Regions from separate parts of the Mus musculus genome. Here all the other regions are linked to region 2. A link is a contact called in public HiChIP or PLAC-seq, Micro-C and promoter capture Hi-C data. All regions are on one chromosome and are shown on one strand. Each heading gives the region's core, a stretch centred on a gene start, on an enhancer-like site or on the middle of the called end of the contact. The rest is flanking DNA. Distances are from core to core; before and after follow the strand shown. Region 1 holds the start of Csf1 (colony stimulating factor 1 (macrophage)). Region 2 holds the start of Ampd2 (adenosine monophosphate deaminase 2). Region 3 holds the start of Celsr2 (cadherin, EGF LAG seven-pass G-type receptor 2). Region 4 overlaps Csf1 (colony stimulating factor 1 (macrophage)). Region 5 holds the start of Tmem167b (transmembrane protein 167B).

Region 1 (4,883 bases), core at 903-3,402, 330 kb after region 2:
TGGATGGCTGAGTGGTCCTTGTGCTGATGTAGAAGATGCTCTAACTCCAAGTTCCATAAGCCTGGGCAGAAACCGGTTTGTAAAGGAGGATGGAACCAGTAAAATGTGATCTTTTTCTCAGCTACTCTGCAGGCATATCTTACTTACATGGCTTCCTCTTGCTTTTTGTCTTAAGAGCTGTGGTTAAATCTTTATTGTTCCAGACCAGAATAAAGACTATTCCACCAAAGAAGGAAATAAGCCTTGATCATGTCTCTGGCCAAGTGCTATCTCTGCATTCCTCCGAGAAGCCCTGAGTCCCAAGCCCTCAGCTTCCAGTGGCTCACATCTGAGTAGGGGGCCATATTATCACGGTCACTGTTACACTGGCCTGTAGTTAGCAGTGAATGTCTGTCAAGTGACTCATCCATTCCAACTGCCCAGTTAATTTAATTCCTATTATGTGCTATGTCTATCAGTTCGGAGTGAAGTGAAATGGGGTGCTACCCAGAGGAAGCCTCCCAGCTCAGGGTGCAGGTCAAACGTAATCACTACTCTCACTAGTATTCAGTGGTTCTAAACGTAATTACTACTATCACTAGTATTCAGTGATTCTAAACGTAATCACTACTATCACTAGTATTCAGTGGTTCTAAACGTAATCACTACTCTCACTAGTATTCAGTGGTTCTAAACGTAATCACTACTATCACTAGTATTCAGTGGTTCTAAACGTAATCACTACTATCACTAGTATTCAGTGATTCTAAACGTAATCACTACTATCACTAGTATTCAGTGATTCTAAACGTAATAACTACTATCACTAGTATTCAGTGGTTCTAAACGTAATCACTACTATCACTAGTATTCAGTGATTCTAAACGTAATCACTACTATCACTAGTATTCAGTGGTTCTAAACCTTCTCAATGCTGAGACCTTTCAATACAGTTCCTCATGTTGTGGTGGCGCCCCAACCACAAAATTATTCCATTGCTACTTCACAAGTGTAATTTTGCTACTGTTATGAATCATAATGTAAAGCATATGATATGCAGGATATCTGACTTGTGACCCCCCAAAGAGGTTGCCACCCACAAGTTGAGAACCACCAGTTTAAAATAATGTAGAGAATGAATGAATGAATGAATGAATGCCAACTTAACTGGGAGGAATGGGTTGCGTCCAGTGGGAACACAGAAAGAAGGAATTATCCATCAGCCTGAAGCATCCCAGAAGGCTTTGCAAGACAAGGATAAGATGTGATTATAACCTTAAAAGGTGAGACATTCACCTTAAGATGGATGGGGGAAAGGAAGACTTCATGTCCGAGGAAGCAGCCTGAGCAAAGGTTTATGAGGGACGTTGTTGCTCTGAGCTAGGTAGTGCAAGGAAATGGAGGACACGTGACAAAAGTGCCCCTTTGAGACCAGACCACTCATCTGGGCATGACGGGATTGAAACACATTGAATCAGGATAAATGGAAGGAAGAAAAAGATCCTGACGTTGGCAATATAATTAATAGGCTCCTCTTGATAGGTTAATCTAGATCCATTCTCATGTAAAGACAAAATGTGATTGCACAAATGCATTTCCAACAGAGTTGAGGGAAATCTAGAGTCCAGGCACACCAACCTTTCCACATAAGCTGGGTTTGGCAGCCCAGGAGCAGGGGGCCAGCCAGTGCTTTCAGGTTAAGCACCTGAAGTGTCTCCTGGCAGAGTGCAGAAACACCCAGCTAGTTGTCACAGGACCAAGTCCTTCCTCTCCTACCCAGGTAGCTGGATGCTCCCCACTTCTCCCTACAGCCAGGGGAGAGGATAGTATAGTAGTATAGTAGATTCTTTGAACAATGCATAGGAGGGAGCAAGCCAATCTGCAAACCTGCTGCCCTGGGTTCCATGAGGGACTTGAATGGAGCTGCAGCAGAGAGGCGTTGGTCCATCCCCATTCAAGTCCTGTTCAATGTACTCTGTCCGTTTCCTGCTCAGATTTGAGGATTTTCGGGCCTTGAGGGAAAGTCCCTAGGGGCCAGCATTAGACCGAGAACAATCACACGAGATTGACAAGAGTGGCGAGCACAGAAGGAAAGGCAGTGTCTTGTCCAGAGCTCGAGAAGGGCGGGGGAGGGCGGTGGAGCCCGGGTTACTTTGAGGAGGCTGCACAGCCACAGAGCGACGGGGAAGAGAGCTAGCGGGGACGACCAGGCGGCCCGCTTGGGGGAAGGGAGTCGGCGGCTCAGTGGGCCTCTGGGGTGTAGTATGTGTCAGTGCCTGTGAGTGTGTTTGTGTGTGTGTATGTCTGTGTGTGTCTGGCGGAGAGCCAGGGTGATTTCCCATAAACCACATGCCCCGCCAGCCCGCCCGCTTAAAAGGCTGTGCCGAGGGCTGGCCAGCGAAGCTCGGCCAGGGGAAAGTGAAAGTTTGCCTCGGTGCTCTCGGTGTCGCTGCGGCTCTCTGCATCCCAGGACAGCGGCGTGGCCCTCGACCGGGGCGCGGGCTCTTCAGCCACTAGCGAGCAAGGGAGCGAGCGAACCAGGGCGGCCAACACGCCGTGCCGGGACCCAGCTGCCCGTATGACCGCGCGGGGCGCCGCGGGGCGCTGCCCTTCTTCGGTAAGCTGCAACCGTGGCGCGCGGGGCCCGGGCCGGGCTGGGGCAGGAGCTCTGCAGCAAGCAGCAGGCGGCTCTGCGGGGCCACTTGGAGCGGACAGCCCCTTCTCGCCAGCTGCCCAGGCTTCTCGGCCCTGGGTTCTGGCTTCCTTACTGCTTCTAAGCTACGGCTGAGGCCCGCGGTATTTCAATAGCTGCTCCTGGGGCTGCAGCGCTTTGCGAGGTAAAGAGAAGGCTGCTCATCCCATTGCACGGAGGAGAACACTGAGCTACCCACAGGCTGGAGAGAGAGATGGGGGTCTGGGGGGGGGGGGTATCGCAGGGATTGGCACAGGCCCAATGTCTGCCAGAATGGTCAACCAGGTCTCCAGGTTCCGAGTGACACAAGATCCGAGTGTGGCATCATCCCCAGTAGATATCTTTCTTTGGTTGTTGCACATGTTTTAGGCCCCAGTTGGGAGTGGGCCTTCAGGGTAGGGAAAATTCAGGCTCACTCAGCTTTACACCAGGACCTGTGCTGAGCAACCTGTTGGCAGAGAGAGAGAGAGAGAGAGAGAGAGAGAGAGAGAGATGGGCATGCTGCTACTTGTTCAATGGATGTGTAGGAACTATTAGGGACTTGGGTGGCTCTTTGAGGGGAGCTGGACCCGAATCTTTTCTTGAAGAAAATGAGATGGGGCTATTCTAGACTCTGCGGCTGACTGAGGAAAGAAAGTGCAAGGAGAGTTCAGAGCTGCAGCTGATAATGGGCTGCTCAGAAGCTGTCTCCAGTAATGGCAGCAGATGATAGCATGGCTCTTACAGAGTGAAGGATGGTACTTTCAATCCACAGCAAGTGGGTTTGCTTCAGAAGAGAATGAGAGGGAAAACCTGGAGGGTAGGAACCGAACTTGTGATGGGCAGCGCGTTGCAGGTGTCTGGGAGGAGAGAAAAGTAGAACAGCAGAGAGAGGGGCTCAGTGAGAGGCAGAAGGTGGGGTTAGGAGGAGGGGAAGGGAGGAAGTTATCCCACATGCAACAAGCATAAAGAGAGAAGAGGGAAGAAAAGAAAGACTACAAGGAGACATAAGAGGAAAGAGAGGAGGCCGAGGTTCAGCCAGGCAGTCAGGCCGGGTCTCTGTCTGCAGACTGTACTGATTGGAAAATGGAACATGATGTCTTGAAGTGCTCAGAGACTGCCGCAGTTTCCAGGCTGCTCTCATAGTCAGAGGCTGAGGCAGTGGGTGGGAGGAAGAAGCAAGCCAGGAAGAGCCTGTCCAGCCAGATGCAGGCTAGAGTATTAACCCTTGGGTGTCCATCTGTATCCCTGTCTATGGCAGCATTGGGGTTACAGAGCCAGATCCAGGAGTGGCTGGTCATCTTTGAAGCCAGCAGCTGTGCATTATTTCTGTGCATGCTTGAAATGCCACCAAAAGCCAGGTAGCCCTGAAGTAATGTCTTTATCTTGCTATCTCCAAACATCAATGGCTTGAAATTCCTGGGTTGAGATATTTCTGAACATCTCCATTCCCGGGTCCTTTCCTTCATACCATACACACATGGACTGACAGGCTGAGTGATACCAGCCTGGGCCAGAGTCATCTTCTGCAGTCATTTCCTTTAACAGGTTCTGAGACTGGGGTTCAGGAGACCCGGGCTGCCACTCCCACTCAGGACTAACTTTCCAATTGCCCAACCATGCCCAATGCAGTTTATCAACCCATAGCTGGCTGCACCCTCTCCCCCACCTCTTTCTCCCTGTCTCTCTGTGTCTGTCACTCTGTGTCTCTGACTGTCTGTCTCTGACTGTCTGTCTCTGACTCTCTGTCTCTCTCTCTCTCTAAGGTCAGGCAAGGAACCTAACAGGTCCTGTGCGTAATGGCATTAGGCAACCCTGTGCCTTAACACCCATCAGCATCTTCCACCCTTTAAGGCCTCACTCTTCCCTCCGCATGGCCCAGCCAAAGCTGCCTTTCCTCCCTGGTACTCACTGGCAAGGCTTTGGGCTTTTAGATGTAACCCAGTGTTGTTATGGACTGTTTCATAGCCTCCCTGTGTTTTTCCAATGCGCTCCTATTTGCAACATTTGTCTCATCATCTGGACTATTGGGGCAGAGCCAGATCCAAGAAGGTGCCAGTCATCACTCCACCCTGCCAGCATTTCCCTGAATTGGGGGATATCAGCAGCCAGAATGCTCAGAATGGCAGCATCAGGCCAGGGAAAGAAAGCCCAAGAGTCCCTCTGCCCCAGGCTGGCATCTCCCGGGATACCCTATTGGAGCCCGAAGGGATGGAAGGATTTTAGAGTAGAG
Region 2 (4,907 bases), core at 361-2,860:
TGTGATTCGTACACCCTGAGAAAATCCCTATGAGGTTTTCTGGGCCCTCCTACCTTCCTGAGCTAATTCAGAAAGATAGAACTTTTTTTTTTTCTTTCTCTTTCTTCCAACGTGTGTTTCCCTTCCCTTCTCTTCTTCCAGGAAGCTGAGAGTTACAACTTGTACACCCTGGGGCTTTTCCTTTAAACTCTAATAAAATTATTTTTGAGTTAAAAAAAAAAAAAGACTTGTTAGAAGTGGATTACTGAGTCAAAACAGTGCAACTTATAGCGATACTTGATTTTATTTTGCCAAACGGTTCTTAGATTATATTAGTATTTACAGCCACATAATGCGTGCCCCAGCTCAGTACACCATCACCTGTATCCGATGCTTTTAGTGGTTCCTGTTTTGATATTTAAACGTAACGGTGTAAGAATAAGGTTCTCCTTGTTCTATTTTAGTCTGATTCTCTGTGAGCTGGATTCCCATAACCCACTGGTCTCCCAAGTTTATGGAGGCCACCTGTAGGGTTTTTTAAAAATTTGTATTTTCATCGTTTTTCTGCAATTCTGGGGTTTGCTTTCGCATGTAAGGCAGAGGGATACTGCCCCTGAGCTGACACCCCCAGCCTAAGGCAATAGTTTTTAAAGTTTGTTTTAGTATAGCGGATAGGAGACTCCCTAGAGGCCACATCAGATGCAGATAGAGATGGGGGATCAGGACTCAGAGTTCCAGTTGGGGAGAGGAGGGACTGAAAGCAGCTGGAGAGACTTCAGAGCAGCTGGGTGAGGGGGCAAAGACTCCCCCAGGGGAGAGGCGAGGGAAGGGACCAACTGCTGCTGATAAAGGGGAGGACTTTCCTTTTCAGGGTTCCTGTAGGTACAGGCTGCCCCTGGGAGGCAGGAATCCTTGTTTGAGAGGGTGTCTGTGGCCCTATTCAAACAGCCCAATTTCTCATAACCCACAAGGAGAAATCAGTGAGCTGGCCATAGTGATCCCAGGCCAAAGAAATCTTCCAGGAACACTGATTGGGAAGTAACTTACAGGCCAGGCACAAGTCTAAGCACTTATAATTATCTCCTTTATCTTCATCAGAGCGGGTGTAAGAGCCAAAGTTAACCAGTAAAACCCAGAGAGAAGTTCACCATCAGTCAGAAAGTAGGTGGAGATGTCTGAATTTGAACCTAGGCATTCTGGCTAGTCTAACGTCAACATAGAAATTAATGTGGGATGGTGAACCGGCTTTGAAGGGCACATCCTGCCTACCAATGACTGATAGAAGGAAATAGATTCAGGTGGGAATGCGGAGAATTCAAGGGCAGGGCTTCTGCTTGAAATGGATTCTGGGACCCTAATAATAGCTACCTGACTTTGTGCCAGACATTGTGCAAAGGGGATTTACCTTCAGTCCTCAGTAACTCCTTTCTTTGGATGGGGTGTTTCCATTGCCTCATCCCATCTTACTGATGAGGAAACTGACGCACAGAAATCGCCCAAGACCAAAGGGCCAAGCCAAGGCCAACCCTGGTCCGGAGGCTGCCCACGTGGCGTAAGGGAACTGGGAAAATGGTTGGGGCGTGGCCAGGAGGCCAAGAGGCGTGGCCGAACGGGGCGTGGCCGCGGACTTGGCGGGGCCTGGGGTACGCGAGATTGGCGCGCAGCCCGGAAGGTTTCGGCGGGGTCGCACCTGTTGCGTGACTCCCCCGTAGCCCGGCCACAGGAGCCGGATCCCTAATTGATTCCCAGAAAGTGGTGAAAGAACCCTAGGCGAATTCCGGGTCCGGTTTTCTGGGGAGCACGTGGCCTGTTTCCTCTTGAGTGCAGGCTTGGGGTCGCGACTCCGGGGTCTCCTGAGGTCAGTCTGGCCGCTGAAGTCGGCGGGAGTCCGCCCCCCGGCCAGCTGGCCATTTTGAAAACCTTGCCTTCCTTCCCGCTTCTCAGTGCGGGTGCAGGGGCCAGTGGCGCGACTTCGCCCCGGTGGGGGCCCTCTCCCCTCTTCAGCCCGGCTCCCTCGCTGTGCAGACTTTCGTAGGCTGCCTTCCTGGTCCACGCGGGACTTGGGCAGCATGGCCTCAGGTAAGTGTGTGGCGCGTGTGTGGTTGATAAAGGGACTCCAAGGCAGAGGTGCCTGGGTCGGGTGATAAGTGGGTGGGGGGTCTTGGCAATGCCTGCAAGACCTAGGGGACGTGAACGGCTCCTAGAAGGGTCCAAGGAAGCAGATCTTGAGTGTACAGGCAGAGCGACAGGTCAGAGTAGGCTGGGGTCTTTCCCATCGACCTCAGACAAGACCCAGCCTCCTACTCTTCCTGTCTTCCTAGGAGACAGCTTCTGCCGGTCAGTGGAATTTTCCCAAGACAGGCCCCTCCCTCCTGGGCTCGAATTCTCAGTTCTGCCTCCTCCCGGAGCTGGGCTGTCCCTAGAGCAGGGGTCAGATGGAGAAGAAAAGAGGGGGGCTCTGCCCCAGAGGCTCTGGGTTTTCATGAGTACCGTTGTTCCTTCCCTGGAGGAAATGGGTTTTGAGGTTGGAGCTCAGGCGGTATTCTTGCCTATTATTTTTCTCTCTGGCTGGCTGGACCAGCCTAGCCTGGACTTTGGCTTCTTTGCCTTGGAGCCTTGGCAAGGGATGAGGGTTCCCGAGGTGGGGTGAGGGTAGTAAAGAGCTTAGAGCTGGTGCTGCTCCATCTGTTTTCTCTGCATCCCGACCCCGGCCCTAGCCACCATCAGACAGGGCACTCTAAAGACTGGAGTGGGAAGAGAGGGATAAGGGGCAGGATGGAGGCCCCACTCCCCGAGGTTGCCTAGACAACATCAGAAATCGTGGCCAGAGCCTCTTCCGCCTGCGGGGCGCTGCTTCCTGCATCAGTCACTCCCGCTGGGGGCGGGGCGGAGGAAGGGGTTGGATGTGGGAGAGCTTGGCCCCAGCCGGTGAGGTTCCTCCGCTGTCGCCTTGGCCCCAGCCATGGCATCCTATCCTGGCCCAGGCAAGTCCAAGGCCAAATATCCCTTTAAGAAGCGGGCCGGCCTGCAAGCTTCCGCTGCCGCTCCAGGTGAGAGTTCTTGGTTTCAGGCATGGGTTCCCCTCCTCTTGTCCAGGCCACTGAGTGCCTCCGATAAGGTCCCCTTCTGCAGCACCCTCTCTGCAATGATGCCTCTCGACCTCGGTTCCCCGGTTCCCCGGCTGACTGGCTGACTTGATGGCGCAGGGAGGGAGGTGGGAGGGGGTGCCTGAGGTTTCCATGTCAGGGGTGCTGCCCTCCGTAACAAGGAGTGGGTGTGGATGTGGGTGCCCACGAGATGTATATGCACACGTGTCAGCTTGTGCAGATGCTAAGACTGCGTGTGAAGTGTATGTGAATGGAGTGGGGAGGGTGTGGGACTGACTGCGGACTGGCTACTCTGATTGGTACCAGGCAGACTCAGGCTAGACTTGCCTTTACTTATTCTTTCCAAGACCCTAGATCTAGAACTCCCTCCCTGGTGAGTGGGGTGGTGAGGTCTGACATATGGGGTCATGCATTGCTAACACCTACACAACCAGATTGCTAACACCTATTGCCAGTGTCCTTCCTGTTGGCTTGTTCCAGGCCTGTGTTGTGAATTTCTTCAGGAGAGTGGGGAGCCCTTGAAATGGCTGGTGGGCTATGTACGCTGCATCCTTTGGACCTAAGTGGGCATCTCTGCACCATCTGCAGCTGGCCCTGTGGTCCATCCTGGTGAGGACTTAGCTACTAGAGTTTGTGCTTCCAGGGATGTGTCTTTAACTCTCAAGTCTAATGGCTAAAAGAAAGACATTTCGATGATTGATTGGGTGTTATCAACTCCTTATAGCTGCCTGTATTGACACCCTGACTAACCGCCTCTGGCCTATTCTTATCCTGCTGACTGTGCTTATCTAGGCTTTGTACTGTACTGAGATAGATTCTCTGTGCTCGCATCTGTCTTCTAGGTGTATGCCCTGGGACTAGCTCTGTGCTGGTTACTCTGTTGCTGAACCAGAGACCCTTAGGTGCTTATACCTTGAGAGCATCTTCTACTTGGGGTCAAGGCCTAGTGAGGCAGTCTTGAGTGAGTGAGTGAGGATGCTCCCAGTCAAAGGTGATTGACTAAGCACCAGAAATCCTGGAGCTGATGGAGTGGTCCCCTTTGGCTTTTGCCTGTATGTGTGGTACTGTAGATGCCAAGTTTTGGCACAGGGCCAGGGAGATGGATCCTGGCTTGGAGAGTGGAGGATAGCGCCTGTGCTTCTCCTCTGGTGAGTCCCTAGCAGTCGTTTACAGTCTTGTGGTATAGTAGGAGGATGGCTCTGGCTGCTGGTACCCTTCTTACTCACCTAGCTCGTCTGTGTAGTTCCAGGCCTATCTGATAGGAAAGGGTTTAAAATGAGGACTCTGTCTTCCTTTCTGCAGCCCTGTGGTCTGCCTTCAGGGACTCTAGAAGTGGTTGGTGGCTTGGTGTAGTGACACATACCTGTAATTAGCTATTTGGGAAGCTGAGGCGGGAGGATCATGAGCTCCAGGCATGCAGAGACACTTGGTAAGATCCTGGCTGGAAGTAAAAATAGAAAAGAATGAGGATATGGCCCAGTGGTAAGGACTTCCCTAGCTTACACAAGACCTCAGGTGTGGTCCCAGTAAAGCAAAAGACAGAAAACAAAGCCCCCAAGTGGTCTGGAGCTGAATTTAAGAAGGCTCTGGGTTCCTTTTTGTTTGGTTGTTTTCTGAGACAGGGTTTGTCTGTGTGTAGCCTTAGCTGTCCTGGAACTCACAGAGATCCACCTGCCCCTGCCTCTGCCTGCTGAGTGCTGGGATTAAAGGTTTGTGCTACTACCACCCAGCCTAGGATCTGAACCCTGGGTTGGGTGAGTAGGTGTTGATCCTTGCTTCTTCCTCCTATTCTGCTCTCTTGCAAGGGGGAAGTTGCATCAC
Region 3 (4,830 bases), core at 1,139-3,638, 330 kb before region 2:
AATGAGGAGAGGCAGAGCCCTGTGGAGACCACTTACCACTCCTCTATCTAGAGAGACTTTGTCTAAAGGAAGGAAGTTCATCTTGGGTGAAACTGTAGGCTACTCCAGCAACCAGGAGTCCTCCACTAACCCTGCCCAACACCACTACCAGGAAAACAGTCCAACATAATCCTTCTATCCAGCTTCTTTTATATTCCCCTGCAGAGAGAGAAAAGCTGCCTGTCACCTCTGGCATAACTCTGAGGTCACATGGGGGTTCTCTGGTCTAGAGCAAAGGTGGGGGAGTCCTCTACTGTAGCTAGCTGACATAGAAGGACTATGTTGGATCCTCCTGTCTCTGCTTCCCTAACATTGATGTAACAGATGTACACTCCCGTGCCCGGGCTTTTAATTAATAATGTTTTATTTTTACTTTTGAGTTTATAGTATAATTATATCATCTCTCCCTTTTCTTTCCTCCCTCCAAACCTTCCTATATACCTCTCCTTGCCCTCTTTCAAATTCATCCCCTCTTTTTTCATTGCTGTTATATTCATATATGTATAGACATTTCTAAATACAACCTGCTCCATCTGTAGAGTGTTACTTGTATGTATTTTCCGGGACTGACCATTGGTACAGAATAACAAATCAGCATGCTCTTCCTTGGGGAAAGCCTGTTCTCCCGCTCAGAATCCCCGAGTCGCCTGTAGTTCTTGTACAGGGCTGAGGCCTCCTGGTCTGTCTCCTGACTACTTTGGTTCATGTTTGAGCAGTCACGTTGGTGAGCCTGTGCCCAGCTTTCTAATGTGGGTGCTGGGAATCCAGACTCAGCTCGGTGGGGTCTCTCTACCCACTCAGCTATCTCCTCAGACCATATCATCACCTCCCTCGAGACTTCTGAAAATCCATTACTTTATTCAAGTCCCTCACTCTAGGAAAGGTCGCACATAGCTAGCATGTGAGAGTGGCCTCCTCTCTCATACAATCTGACATCCCTCATTGCTCAGGGTATGAGAGGAAGAAGCCCTCTGGCTTGCCCAGCCTCACTCTTCCCGGTTCTTTGGTCCCAACATCTTGTGTGAACTCCACTTATGGGAAGATTCATCAGTTCTTCATACCCCTTCCAGAAGGTTCTGGGGTGGCATTCCATGAAGGGCTCAGTAGTCCTGTGCAATGGACAGGGCCATTTGCTAGTTACAAAGCCGCGGGTAGGAGGAGGACAGCAGTTGGACATTGATCTAGGAGGGAGGAGGGATAAAGAAAAAGGAACACGTCCTAAGGTCCAGGAAGCTTGGGCCCTCTGGAACCAACTCACCCTGGCCCTAGGAATCTGGTAGTGTTAGTGCTCTTGCTGCTTTGGACATTCTGGTTCACTTCCCCTGACCTGACATGTGGTACCCAAGATGTATCCCAAATGAGCTTAGGGGTCCTTTTGTCCAAGATATCCAAGTGAGAGCACGACTTCTGGTATCTGGGGGAGACTTTGTAGTGTCGAGCGAAGTCGAGCAAAGTCGTCTTTACTTCTGACCCGGGACCTGTAGGATGGGGCAGCAATGAGGGCTTTCAGGGATGGTAAGACTGGAAAGTTGTCTGTCTGTCTGTCTGTCTGTCTGTCTATATCCACCCACCTCCCACCCCCTGGTCACCTCCTGCAGACATTAAGACTGTTTTGAAAGAGCGCTAGCCATAGAATTTTACAAGAGTATCAATTCCCTGTGTGGCTTCTGATTGTTCATTCCTCTTTAAGCTGTAGAAGGGATCCAGAAATGGAAAGGAGCAAGTCTGATGTGCTGGGAAGAAAAATTCTACCAGAGGCGGGAATCTTACTTAGAGCCGCCATGCAGAAGAGGGCGCTGGGTGGGGCCCACCTCCTCGGCGCGTTGGGCGTCGCCGCTTTAAGACCGCGGCGGCGCGAGCAGGTCTATGGTAATGAGCCGCCGCCACCACCGCCGCTGCTCTGCAGAGCTCGCCCGCCCGCCCGGGAGGCGAGGGAACGCGGGTCTGGGCCCGGGACCCCGGCGACCGGTAGCTGCCGCGGCGGGGACGCAGGGCGCGAGCGGGTGGCGCAGGGCCATCGTTGGCAGCCGGGCCCGGGCCGGAGCGTGAGGCTCCGCAGACGCAGGTGGGCGACCTTACGCGGGCGGAGGGGACATTCTGGGGCTCGGGACCGGGGGACCCGGCAGAGCCAGAGATCCTCGCGGCCCGCGGGCGCAGGTAGAGAACGCTCAGAGCGCAGGTGGAAGCGCAGCGTGAACCCGCAGTGGTCGCGGCGACTCGGGAGCGGGCCCGGCTTCGAGAGTGGTGGGAGCCCGGCGCATCGTGGGCTAAGAGCGCGGCCCCGCCGAGCCATCTGGGTGCAGGCCCAGTGGGACGTACAGGTGGCCCCCGGGGACCCGCGCCCCGGCCCGGGCATGAGGCGCGGCGGGGCCGGCAGGAGCCGGAGGAAGAGCCGCCGCGGCTGTTGACCCGGCTGGCCGGGAACAGGGAGAGATGCGGAGCCGGGCTGCCAGCGCCCCCCTCCCAACGCCGCTGCTGCCGCTGCTACTGCTGTTGCTGCTGCTGCCACCGTCGCCACTACTGGGAGATCAAGTGGGGCCCTGTCGTTCTCTGGGATCCGGGGGACGCAGCTCCTCTGGGGCCTGCGCCCCCGTGGGCTGGCTCTGCCCAGCCTCTGCTTCGAACCTCTGGCTCTACACCAGCCGCTGCAGAGAATCGGGCATTGAGCTGACCGGCCACCTGGTGCCCCACCACGATGGCCTGAGGGTTTGGTGTCCAGAATCAGGGGCTCATATCCCTCTTCCGCCATCCTCTGAAGGCTGCCCCTGGAGCTGTCGTCTCCTGGGTATCGGAGGACACCTTTCTCCACAAGGCACGCTGACCCTGCCTGAAGAGCACCCTTGCTTAAAGGCCCCACGGCTCAGATGCCAGTCTTGCAAGCTGGCACAGGCCCCAGGGCTCAGGGCTGGGGAAGGCTCACCAGAGGAATCTCTGGGTGGGCGCAGGAAAAGGAATGTGAATACAGCTCCCCAGTTCCAGCCTCCCAGCTACCAGGCCACAGTGCCTGAGAACCAGCCTGCTGGTACCTCTGTTGCATCCTTAAGAGCCATTGATCCAGATGAGGGTGAGGCGGGTCGACTTGAGTACACCATGGATGCCCTCTTTGATAGCCGCTCCAATCATTTCTTCTCCTTGGACCCAATCACCGGTGTTGTCACCACAGCTGAGGAGCTGGATCGGGAGACCAAGAGCACCCACGTCTTCAGGGTCACTGCACAGGATCACGGTATGCCCCGACGGAGTGCCTTGGCCACGCTTACCATCTTGGTGACCGACACCAACGATCACGACCCTGTTTTTGAGCAGCAAGAGTACAAGGAGAGCCTCAGGGAGAACCTGGAGGTTGGCTATGAGGTGCTTACAGTCAGGGCCACCGACGGCGACGCCCCTCCCAATGCCAACATTCTGTACCGCCTGCTGGAGGGGGCCGGAGGCAGCCCCTCAGACGCCTTTGAGATCGATCCTCGCTCGGGGGTGATCCGAACCCGCGGCCCTGTAGACCGGGAGGAAGTGGAATCCTACAAGTTAACAGTGGAGGCGAGTGACCAGGGCCGGGACCCAGGCCCGCGGAGTTCCACAGCCATTGTTTTCCTGTCGGTGGAGGATGATAATGACAACGCCCCCCAGTTTAGCGAGAAGCGTTATGTGGTCCAGGTGCGGGAGGATGTGACCCCAGGAGCCCCAGTTCTCCGAGTCACCGCCTCCGATAGAGACAAGGGCAGCAATGCCCTAGTGCACTACAGCATCATGAGTGGCAATGCTCGGGGCCAGTTCTATCTGGATGCTCAGACTGGAGCCCTGGATGTGGTAAGCCCACTCGACTATGAGACAACCAAAGAGTATACGCTTCGGATCCGGGCTCAGGACGGTGGCCGTCCTCCACTCTCCAATGTCTCTGGCCTAGTAACAGTGCAAGTCCTAGACATCAACGATAACGCCCCCATCTTTGTCAGCACCCCTTTCCAGGCCACCGTCCTAGAGAGTGTCCCTTTAGGCTACCTTGTTCTGCACGTCCAGGCAATTGATGCTGACGCTGGTGATAACGCCCGCCTCGAGTATAGCCTGGCAGGGGTTGGGCACGACTTTCCCTTCACCATTAACAATGGCACAGGCTGGATCTCTGTGGCCGCAGAGTTGGATCGGGAAGAGGTTGATTTCTACAGCTTTGGTGTAGAGGCCCGGGACCATGGCACCCCAGCGCTCACGGCCTCAGCCAGTGTCAGTGTAACCATCCTGGACGTCAATGACAACAACCCAACCTTCACGCAGCCAGAGTACACCGTTCGGCTCAACGAGGACGCCGCCGTGGGCACCAGTGTGGTGACCGTGTCAGCCGTGGATCGAGACGCTCACAGTGTCATTACCTACCAGATCACCAGCGGCAACACCCGCAACCGCTTCTCTATCACCAGCCAAAGTGGTGGTGGACTGGTCTCCCTTGCCTTACCGCTAGACTACAAACTCGAGCGGCAGTATGTGCTGGCAGTGACTGCCTCAGATGGCACAAGGCAGGACACAGCTCAGATAGTAGTGAATGTCACCGATGCCAACACCCACCGTCCCGTCTTCCAGAGCTCCCACTACACAGTCAACGTTAATGAAGACCGGCCAGCAGGCACCACAGTGGTGCTGATCAGCGCCACGGATGAGGACACGGGGGAGAATGCCCGAATCACCTACTTTATGGAGGATAGCATCCCCCAGTTCCGAATCGACGCGGACACTGGGGCTGTCACCACCCAGGCTGAGCTGGACTACGAGGACCAGGTGTCTTATACCCTGGCCATCACT
Region 4 (5,015 bases), core at 2,227-4,726, 350 kb after region 2:
CTCTAAGGGATGGTATGAGAGTTGGCAGAGATCACCTTAGGTCATTGGTCTAAGACTACTGAGATGGCCTTACCTGAGAACTAGCCTAGTAGGGGCATTCAAGAGCTTGTTCCCTGCTCCCATCTGCTAGAGCAATAGCCCTCTCTCTCTCTTGGCCTCGACCTCCTCCAGTCTTAGTCCCTCATTTTGTGGTCACTACTCCCCCAGGAGGAGAGGTAGGAGGTGAGGCCAGGCTATCCAAAGGCTTGGACTGCTGCCAGGCAAAGCTGCCTGGTCTCTCTGTGGTGTCTGGGGTCGCCTAGAGGGCCAGGAAAATGACCAGAGGAAGTCTTGCCTTAAGTCAGCCAACAACCCACAGGAATGTCACACCTCCCCCAACTATGTCCTTAGCGACCCTCCCCCACACTCCCCTGCTGACCAGCCTTCTTCCCTTCTTTCCCCTACAGCTGGGCACACAGGACTATCTCTTTATGGAAGGAGACATATGGGAACATCCACCACTACCCTCTCCTACCATCTTCCTGGGAATGTGGCCTACCACTACCAGAGCTCCTGCCTACCAAGACTGGATGAAAGAAGCAGCTTTGATGGGGTCTTTCCATCCTCACCCTTAGACTCTCAACCAAAGAGAAAGGGCTGGAGGATGCCCCCCACATACTGCCACTATTTATTGTGGGCCCTGGAGGCTCCCTGCATTGGAGGAAGGGCAGCTCAGCAGCTCAGGACCCTTTCCCTTAGGGGCTGCTTCCTCCCCTCAAAACCAGAACCTGGCAAGGGACTCACTAGCCTGGATGGCCCATGGGAGACCAGGACAGATGAGAAGGAGCAGAAGAGCCCTGTGCCCAGAAGACCCAACTGGTGCCAAGGAATCCCAGCATGGACAGGCAGGGACCTGTTTCCCAAGAAGAGAGCCTGATATTCAAAGGGTGGGACAGCATCTGCCCGACTTCCCGTAAAGGCATAAAGGCACGCAGCCCAAAAGACGGGAAGAGGAGGCCTTTGGCTGCTTGTGTTGACAGCTTAAAGGGGTCTACACCCTCAACTTGCTTAAGTGCCCTCTGCTGATAGCCAGGAAGGAGGGAGACCAGCCCTGCCCCTCAGGACCTGACCTGGCTCATGATGCCAAGAGGAAGACAGAGCTCTAGCCTCGTCTTCTCCTGCCCACAGCCCCTGCCAGAGTTCTTTTGCCCAGCAGAGGCACCCCTCATGAAGGAAGCCATTGCACTGTGAATACTGAACCTGCCTGCTGAACAGCCTGTCCCATCCATCCCTATGAGTGACCATCCGTCCGAATGTTCTCCCACTTCCTTCAGCCTCTCCTCGGCTTCTTGCACTGAGCTGGCCTCACGTGTTGACTGAGGGAGCCCCTGAGCCCCAACCTTCCCCTGCCTCAGCCTTTGATTGTCCAGGGTGAAGCTGTGGGAGAACCGCCTGGGCTACCAGTCAGAGCTGGTCTTTGGGCTGTGTTCCTTGCCCAGGTTTCTGCATCTTGCACTTTGACATTCCCAGGAGGGAAGTGACTAGTGGAAGGGAGAGAGGAAGGGGAGGCAGAGACAAAGGCCACAGGCAGAGCTATGAATGAGAATGGGTCTTGAAAATATGTGTGCACCCCTAAGCTTGAAATTGATCTCTATACTCTAGCCCCTCAGCCAGCCTCCTTCCTGTTGTCTGAAACCTGGAGCTAAGCAGGTTGTCCTGTCACAAGCTCTGGGGACTGAGCTCCATGCTCCAACCCCACCCTCTTCTGACCTTTGTTCTCCAGACCTGACCCAGGTAGGCAAGGGTACCCTCCCAGTCTCACCTACCATACTGTGCCATCTCTAGCCAAGCAAGCCAGGTTTAGAGAAGGGTCAAAAAAAAAAAAAAGGGTTGTTTACTTCCAACTTGTTCTGATGCCCTCTGTTTCCCAGGCCAGGCTTGTCTGTGGTGACCTGGGCATGGGTGACAGGGCTCTCATTTGCCCCTTGGTCTCTTTATGCTGCTGAGTCCCCCTTTCCTGCCCTCCCTGGCTACTGGGTCAATAATCTTTCAGGCCATGAATCTGGGAGGAGAGTGGTCTGTAAGCTCCATCAGCCCTGTCCTGAGACAGCAGGGGGGAAGGACACTGGAGACTTTCTTGTGGGGCTTACTTAGCCTTCTGGTTACAGACTATTTCCATGCTAGAAAATACATATTTTAAAATAGAAGGAAAAACACAGAAACAAAACAAAACAAGGCATTCTCTACCCCTCCACCTTAAACATATATTATTAAAGACAGAAGAGAAAATCCAACCCATTGCAAGAAGCTCTTTGTGGGTGCCTGGTTACATCGGAGCAGGGGAGCCTCAAATCCACCTTTGGAGCCGCCCCTGTGTGCATTAGGAACCCTTCTCTCCTCTGAGAAAGCTCAGAGGGAGCACTGCCTCACAAACTGTGAGACTGCGTTTTTTATACTTGGAAGTGGTGAATTATTTTATATAAGGTCATTTAAATATCTATTTAAAAAATAGGAAGCTGCTTTTATATTTAATAATAAAAGAAGTGCACAAGCTGCCACGTGTGAGTCATGGGAAAACTTGTTTTTGGGGCGTGGGCAACAACAGTAGGTGGGAGGGAGCCAGCTCAGAGATTTTTTTCAAGGTGCATGGAGAAAGCTTTCTCCCGATTCCAGTCTTGTTTCTAAAGCCTTCTGTACTATTGATGTCCAAAGGCATTCATCTGCATATCTGTTTAATAGGAAAAGGACAGAAAGCAGCCAAAACCTCAGGCCTGGCTGCTACCCCCACCACACCACCTCAAGCCCAACCCAGCCCAGCCTGGGAAAATGGCTGGTTGGGCTCTTTCCAAGGGCCCCAGGGGTCTGAAAGGAGGAATCCATCTCCAGGACCACAGATCCCTGCTGTCCAGGGGAGGGAGAGAGGGCAGGTCCATTAGGGTGCTGATGTATTTAGGTGCTAGTAGGCTGGAAAGTGAACAAGCCTAGTAAGGAGAGAAGCTGCGATTGCAGAGAGGTATTAGACCTGTTCGTTCTTCCTATTAGTAGAGGGAAACCAAAGATAGGGACTTCCCTGGGGAGATGTGTCAGAGTGGACCAGAGCAGGTAAAGGTCCTGGTAGGCACAAATACCCCCCAGCCCCCACCCCTGGCAAAACTTAGACAACAGGGGCTTTCCTGTTTCAGGCAATATAATGGACAAAGTTTTAGAAGAGAAGTGCCCAACCCTGACTTAATGTCGAATTATCTGGGTTGTTTCCAAAAATCCTGATATCTAAATCCTGCCCTACTACACAATCAGAATCTCAGGGTGAGGCTCAGGTACCAGGTGCCAGAATTATCAAGACACCTCAGTGATTTAAGTGTGAGCCTCTGGACACATGCTGGGCCATCAGGGCCTGACTGTTCTGCCAGCTAAGTGACAGAGCTGGAGTTCTACCCTAGGTGAACCATCTGATGTTGTGTAATAGAGATGTATGGCTGGTGGGCGGAGCTGATAGAATGCTGGAGGGTAAGATGCCCTCCATTACTGTTTCACAGGCAGAGTTAAGAACTCTAGCTTAGAGATCTGAGCAGCAGGGCTCAGCCAAACCTCTAAACCTCTATCCGGCCAGAGGCAGGAAAATGAATCAGAAGCAACTAGGAAGAAACCTGAGGTTAACCTCTTGCAGACCGTGGGCCTCTGCAAGAGGGTAGAGGGGACACTGGTGGGTGTCCCATGGCCCCTTATAGAAGGCCCTAAAGTTAGTAGAGGAGTGTAGTGACTTTGCAGCTCTGGAGGAAAGTCCCGATTTCCCAGGGCAGGCCCCTCTGTCAGTGAAGCACATTTGTTCCTTGGGTTTCCTTTTTAGTTTGTTGAGGGTAGCGGGTGACCAGACTCTGCTGTCCTGGATGCTGGAATTGCTGAGGGAGCAGAGTAGTTCATGCCAGCTCCTGAACATAGAGTGACTGGCTCTCTCCACCTCAGCTGCCACAGACCACAGAAAATCCCACAGGCCGATCCCCATGGCTCTGTTTAGAGTCCAGGCTCTCAGCACCATGCCTGGTAGTTGGAAGTCTGAGGAGGTTATGGATAACAGCCACTGCAGTACACTGAGTCCCAGGGACACAGGGCTGCAAGTGAAGAGTGGGCTCAGTGCCTTCTCAGGGAAGAAACAACAAAGACAAAGGACCCTGCAAAGCAAGGACAAATGTCATAATGCAAAGTCACCAGGGGGAGTGCAAGAAGAAACACCCTATGCTTTTGTCACCAAAGTGCAAGCATGTTCTCCAAAGAGAAGAAAAATCTGAAGATATCGCAAGGCCAGCAGGAAGGAGACATGAAAACTAGGATCTGGGCATGGTGATGCATGCCTGTAATCCAGCTGAGGACGCTGAATCAGGAGGATCACAAGTTCAAGGCCAGTCTAGGCTGCATTAGTGAGTTCAAAACATTGAAGAGAGACGGGAGGGGCAAAAAAAAAAAAAAAAAAAAAAAAAGAGGGGGGGGGAGAAAGAAGGGAGAGAGGGGAGGATGAAGGGTGGGAGGGAGGGGAGAGATGAGGGCCTCTTACATGGGAAGGCTGAGGTTGTAGGTCAGTGGTAAGCACCTGTTTAGCATGCACAAGGTGCTGGGTTTGGTCTCCAGTACTGCAAGAAGAAAAAATTTAAGGATCCCAATATATCCAAGAAACCTCCTCCTTCAGCTTTCTTTTTCTGTTCTGACTCCAACTCTGAAATCAAAGAACATCCCAGCACATCTTTTGGTGATGCTGCTGCAAAGAGACTGGGAGTTATGGAAGAACTCTGCCTCAAGTGGCAAGTAGCCTGAACAGAGGCTGCTGAGCTGAAGGGAGAAACACAGAGCACAGTGCTGCAGACTGAGCTCAGGGGAAACCTAGTGCTACAGAAAAGAGCATCCTTAAGCATCCTCAAGTATCCTCACTGGAAACAGCAAGAAGAGGGAAGAAAGACACGGTGAAGGCAATATTGGTAAACAAGTTGCTTTTATCAATCTTTCTTGCCTGCAAATCACTTAATCCACCCATATACAACTTGCTC
Region 5 (4,757 bases), core at 1,927-4,426, 480 kb before region 2:
GAGAGAACAGCCTGAAGCCACTGATCCACTGAGCTCCTGGCACCTTAACTCCTGGATTAACGCCCATCTCTGGCAAGAGACAAGGCTTCCAGCAAACTCAACAGTAGTACTTTCCCAAAATATTTTTATTGAACATAGTTTTTAGAATATATAAATCTTTCATGCTAAATAGGATATCAAATTACAAATTTTCTATCAAAGAGACCAATGTGGCTAGTAAAATGGCTCAGAAGGGAAGGAGGCTTGCTTCTAAACCTAACAACGTGAGTTTGGTCCCCAGGCCCCTCGTGGTAGAAGGAGAAAACTCACTTCTTTGAGCCGTCTTCTTATCTCTACATGTACACACACACACACGTACACACAGAAAAACACACAGAATAAAGAAATGCAAAAGAAAAGTGATATTTGCAAGCCGTGGAGCAGAATGGGTTACCAATGGAGTTAGCAATGAGAAAAATGGATTTTGTTTACAGATGTATTAAGAAAAAGCGAGAAATAACTTCTAAGAATGGGAGGAATGCCTTTCTTTTCTTTGACACTACTGAGGATTGAACGCAGAACTTTGAACCCATTAGGCATGTGTTCTATGGCTGAGCCACATCTCTGGCCCTTGTTTTATTGAAATGAAGTCTCACTACATGGCAAAGGCTGATCTGAAACTCACTCACTCACTCACCCACCCACCCACCCAAGTTGGTTTCCAACTTGACATTCCCCCAGCTCAGCCTGTTTTATTTTTATGTATGTGTGAGTGGTTTGTCTGTGTGTATATTTGTGTACCACAAGCCTGCTTGTGTGCCCACAGAGTCCAGAACAGCAGTGTGGGGCCCATGTAGAAGAAACTCAAAGTAATAAAATTAATGTTATAGAGGACTTAATGATAGATTTCCTTCACACAAGTAGAATTTAGCTACTTTTGCCTCCAAAATAATTAAAGGTAAGTAGCATGCTAACCAGCTCTGTTAGATAAATGAAGTTTTGGATGCTAGGATATAAATGTTTATTCATCAGGAATGACCAGCACACATTAGATCATATCTGCCATTAGACAGAATTGATTGAAGTGTACTTTGGGACTGGGACCCAAGATGACAGTGTTTGTGAAATGCATGCTTGTGAAGTGTATAAGCCAATGTGTATATGAGTTAGTGTCTTAGAGTTTCCATTGCTGTGAAGAGACACCACGGCCAAGGCAACTCTTACAAAGGTGCTGGCTTAGAGGTTCAGAGGTTCAGTCCACTATCATCATGGTTGGAAGCATGGCAGTTGTCCAGGCAGGCATGGCTCTGGAGGAGCTGAGGGCTCTGTATCTTGATCTGACTACAGCCAGGAGAAAGGGTCTAAAAGCCCACCCTACAGTAACACACTTCCTCCAACAAGGCCACACCTCCTAATAGTGCCACTCCCTGGGCCAAGCATACTGAAGCTACCAGTTAGTACAATCCTGTCAAGGCTGACTCTAATTTAGGCATTAACCACAGTCAGCCAGGCACTTTAGTACAGATCTTTGCCTTCATCTCTAAGTGTGAGGAACAATTTTTATTATTATTTCTACAACAGGATCTCCTGGAACCAGAGGAACATATCGTTGTGAGCCATCACTTGGATGCTGGAAACCTAACGAAGGTCTTAACAAGAGAAGCAAATGCTGTCAACCACTAAGCCATCTCTGCAGTCCTGTCTTGCTTTGTGGAATGTCCTGTGTGTATACACACATATGTAATCCAAGTGATTATATTAGTGATTATGTTAGGGTTTTTCTATATATCTTTTGGTTTTTGATGCTGTAATTTCTTAATTTGAGTATATTTTTTTCAATGACTCTTTTTTTTCTTCTTCTGGTTTTTCAAGACAGGGTTTCTCTGTATAGCCCTAGCTGTCCTGGAACTCACTCTGTAGACCAGGCTGGCCTCGAACTCAGAAATCCGCCTGCCTCTGCCTCCCAAGTGCTGGGATTAAAGGCGTGTGCCATCACTGCCCGGCTCAAGTACTCTTTCCTACATCAAACACTGTGGCTACTCTACTAGTGGTTTCCTCCTCTTGACTGTCCATTCCAAGTCTTCTGACAGTTTTGTTCTAGGTAACCAGGCGGTTCACAGCCAGCAGATGGCACTGTAGCAGGAATGGACAGAATTCTTAGGTTTCTGAGTGCAGCACTTTCAGTCAGACTCTAGAAAAGCAGACCCAGCTGTCTATAATTGAAGGTCCCAGTTTACAAAGCAGAACCTAAAGCTTTGTTCCCTGCACGCCAGCCCACCATTAGACTGTCATCATCTAGTCAAAACATCTTCAGAGAAGCCAGGGTACATTTCTGAAGAGGTGAGGCCAGCATGACTTAAACTCTGCAGATAAAGGAAACTATCCTGGTAATTTAAGGAAAAGAAAGTCATTCTAACAAACAGGAAGCTGTCTGAATGCTTCTGACAACCGAAAGCTTTAGGATCGGAAGCATGTGGCTTTTGTTATAGTTTCTTATTCCGTTTACGAAAGTCAGAGGCAGCTTGGCTAGATTTCCGCAAGAAGCCACCTAACAAGGGCTGTCCCAGGAGTCCGAGCAACTACTGTGGTATCCCCCTCAGCACTCAAACTCTCGTCGGGTTTCAGATATTACAGCACATATTACTGCTGCAGAGCATAGAAGCAAAACAAACAAACAAAACAAAACAAAACAAACAAGCCGTGTCCCCAAGAACGGTCCAACTATCCTGACAGTGGTGACGTTTTCAGCTTGGTATGGTAAGATACAGTGACCCTGCTGTAGTATACACACGTGCGCCACCTTACGTGCAATTGCTTCGCATTATAGCCTGGTTCCCAAGTGTTTTCTCTTGGAACTGTACCTGATTTCACTACCAGTTGTCACCTAAATAAGTTGGAGGAAACGGGATGGCTTTCTTTTGTTTCTTGGTCATGAATCACTGGAACCCTAAGTTTTGTTCTCAAGTAGATACAACGGGGAACGACATGTTCTGGCACACTGAACATGTGTCACAGAGCAATCCCTACAGCCTTTATTTTTCAAACACACTGTCTGGGTCCAGTCGGTCTAATTAGACAGGAGCAAGCAGGCGGACTTCCGGTTGCCATGACCACAAAGGAAGCCTCGCCCAACACGCTCTCCTCCCACTACGTAGGGACGCAGACGCTACGCAGGCAGGGCGAGGCTTTGGCTCGACGATCAGCTAATTATGCCTGATTGAGTTCGGCGTTTCTCTCGCTCGGCTCTCGCGCTTGCGTACTACGGCTCGTTCCCCGTCACCACGGCCCGGATCGGGAAGTGTCAAGTGGGAGCCGGGTTCCCCCGCATTTGCAGCCGCCACAGCTGAACCCGGACCCCTCACCCCAGCCGGGCACTACCGCCATGACGAACGGTGAGAGCTGGGGGCCCGAGCGGAGGGTGGCGGTAGAGGACTGGGACCAAACGTGGCGGGCGGGGCTAGACTGACGTGGCCGTTCCCCCCGCCCCCTCCCAGCCCGGCCCCCCTGGACCTTGGGGAGCCCCTAACTCCTGTCTGGGATGCTCCTTGCAGTTTCTCTTTTCTCAAGCCCATCAAGGTACCCTAGTGCCACACCTGACTTTTCGTTATCACCCTTTACTCTCTTTTCTTTCCTAGAAGTTGGTTCTGGCCGCTGGGGAGGTCGTTCACTATAGAATTATGTTGTTAGTCCCCAGGGGAGAGAAGCTGTTATCCAGTTCCCTAAGGTCTCATACTTTCTGACAGTAAGCTGGTTGAAAGGACTTAGTAATGGTATCAAATCCCACCGTTTGCGGGGGAGGTGATTGTAGACAACCCCCAAAGTTTTTTGTTTGTTTGTTTATTTTGTTAATTTAAAAGACACCAAAAAAAGCCTTCATTCGTTTGACTAAAGTCCTAGTTGGGTGGCTCCATCTGGAGCTTCTGGCTAATACCGCAAAGGGTGGATTTAGAAGCCGCCTTTTATTAGTGATGGAGCACTTGTAATTTTTCCAGATTGCTTCAAACAATTTTATAGTCATGATTTTCAGGTTCTAGAGCATGAATTAAGACCTTTATAGTCAGTCTTACAGGAACGGAAATAAGAAAGCCTTTTCTAGGTACTATGATTGGAGAGGCTCGGGAAAGTATTTCTCATAGACTTCCATAGACGTGACACTGAAGACTGAAATGTCATTTCCTTGTGAATTTTGGCATTGTCTCTTAACTTATAGGAGTAAAAGAGCAAGACATAAAGGCATCCATAGAAACTGTCTGTGAGCTGACTGATATACTGGAACTAGCTGTGAAATAGTTTCACTGGAAGAAGTCAGTATAGTCCAGAACTGGCGGGAACCGACAAAGACCCTGATTGTATATAATATCCATTTGAAGCTTTCTGGGTAGTCAGTCTTACCATAGTACACAAAGTTAAAGAAGGAACGGAGGAAGACATAGTGTAAACTAGGAAATAAAATATTCTGGCACAGTTGATTACTGAATAAAATCTGCCTTTATGTAATTCATTTTGCTTACCTGGGTATCACATGTAAGAAGCAGAACTAAGAGCTTTCTGTGTCACCTAAGCATCAGATACATTTTTGTTTTGTTGTTTTGAGAGTGGGCTTTGCAGGTTGTATTTGGCATGCCTCTAAGCCGAGCGTTGAGTAGGAGGAGGCAGGCAGACCACAAGTTTAAGGCCAGCCCTGCCTACACAGCAGGACGCTGTGTGGAGCAGAAGCAGGATATGGGCTCCCTTTCCCCTTTGTAACTTGGGCTGCACTTAGCTAACACCAGTGTTCC

The links. A called contact is a pair of places that touch in the nucleus more often than the background predicts. HiChIP or PLAC-seq counts read pairs in DNA pulled down with a chosen protein or histone mark. Capture Hi-C pulls out chosen DNA fragments and counts their contacts.
Region 1: a promoter capture Hi-C map of adipose tissue shows a contact between it and region 2. The contact joins the promoter of Csf1 here to the promoter of Ampd2 in region 2. A contact is called at or near these places in 4 of 39 promoter capture datasets (the 3T3-L1 cell line, 3T3-L1-derived adipocytes, embryonic stem cells and 1 more), 1 of 484 Hi-C or Micro-C datasets (the C10 cell line), 2 of 115 datasets of contacts at active chromatin or transcription factors (bone marrow-derived macrophages and pancreatic cancer cells) and 3 of 9 other capture datasets (adipose tissue, liver and macrophages).
Region 3: a contact with region 2 is called in a Micro-C map of embryonic stem cells, with 1.8 times the contacts expected there. The contact joins the promoter of Celsr2 here to the promoter of Ampd2 in region 2. A contact is called at or near these places in 1 of 39 promoter capture datasets (the C10 cell line), 2 of 484 Hi-C or Micro-C datasets (B cells and embryonic stem cells) and 1 of 9 other capture datasets (liver).
Region 4: a contact with region 2 is called in an H3K4me3 HiChIP or PLAC-seq map of embryonic forebrain, with 2.9 times the contacts expected there. The contact joins the enhancer-like site here to the promoter of Ampd2 in region 2. A contact is called at or near these places in 2 of 39 promoter capture datasets (pre-B cells and second pharyngeal arch cranial neural crest), 4 of 115 datasets of contacts at active chromatin or transcription factors (bone marrow-derived macrophages, embryonic forebrain, embryonic stem cells and 1 more) and 2 of 9 other capture datasets (adipose tissue and liver).
Region 5: a contact with region 2 is called in a promoter capture Hi-C map of pancreatic islet. The contact joins the promoter of Tmem167b here to the promoter of Ampd2 in region 2. A contact is called at or near these places in 2 of 39 promoter capture datasets (the C10 cell line and liver), 2 of 484 Hi-C or Micro-C datasets (both in the G1E-ER4 cell line), 3 of 115 datasets of contacts at active chromatin or transcription factors (the 230-238 cell line, embryonic stem cells and memory CD8 T cells) and 1 of 9 other capture datasets (pancreatic islet).

The regions. Positions count from the first base shown.
Region 1 is chr3:107,757,738-107,762,620 of GRCm38.p6, reverse strand. Csf1 (colony stimulating factor 1 (macrophage)) reads left to right here and starts at 2,152. Exons shown (of 9, transcript NM_007778.4): 1 at 2,152-2,596. The coding sequence starts at 2,558. The region is part of intron 1 of Gm40121 (a long non-coding RNA gene); the gene reads right to left.
Region 2 is chr3:108,083,369-108,088,275 of GRCm38.p6, reverse strand. It overlaps Ampd2 (adenosine monophosphate deaminase 2), which reads left to right and starts at 1,610. Exons shown (of 18, transcript NM_028779.5): 1 at 1,610-2,058. The coding sequence starts at 2,049. Gm12500 (predicted gene 12500) reads right to left here and starts at 2,300. Exons shown (of 1, transcript NM_001358018.1): 1 at 265-2,300. The coding sequence starts at 2,050. The coding sequence ends at 1,433. It also overlaps a transcript of Gnat2 not described here.
Region 3 is chr3:108,413,137-108,417,966 of GRCm38.p6, reverse strand. It overlaps Celsr2 (cadherin, EGF LAG seven-pass G-type receptor 2), which reads left to right and starts at 2,388. Exons shown (of 34, transcript NM_017392.4): 1 at 2,388-4,830. The coding sequence starts at 2,473. Gm52630 (a long non-coding RNA gene) reads right to left here and starts at 1,946. Exons shown (of 3, transcript XR_003954680.1): 1 at 1,810-1,946; 2 at 1,298-1,517; 3 at 878-1,148.
Region 4 is chr3:107,738,577-107,743,591 of GRCm38.p6, reverse strand. It overlaps Csf1 (colony stimulating factor 1 (macrophage)), which reads left to right. Exons shown (of 9, transcript NM_007778.4): 9 at 447-2,544. All of the region lies in intron 1 of Gm40121 (a long non-coding RNA gene), which reads right to left. Among named protein-coding and RNA genes, the nearest start is that of Csf1, 19 kb to the left of the region's middle. Within about 2 kb of position 3,476, at least 189 of the 459 cell types and tissues checked have an H3K27ac peak or open chromatin away from gene starts, as enhancers often do. A contact at or near this core is called in embryonic forebrain, embryonic stem cells and second pharyngeal arch cranial neural crest, where this site is marked.
Region 5 is chr3:108,560,885-108,565,641 of GRCm38.p6, reverse strand. It overlaps Tmem167b (transmembrane protein 167B), which reads left to right and starts at 3,176. Exons shown (of 3, transcript NM_026198.2): 1 at 3,176-3,371. The coding sequence starts at 3,362.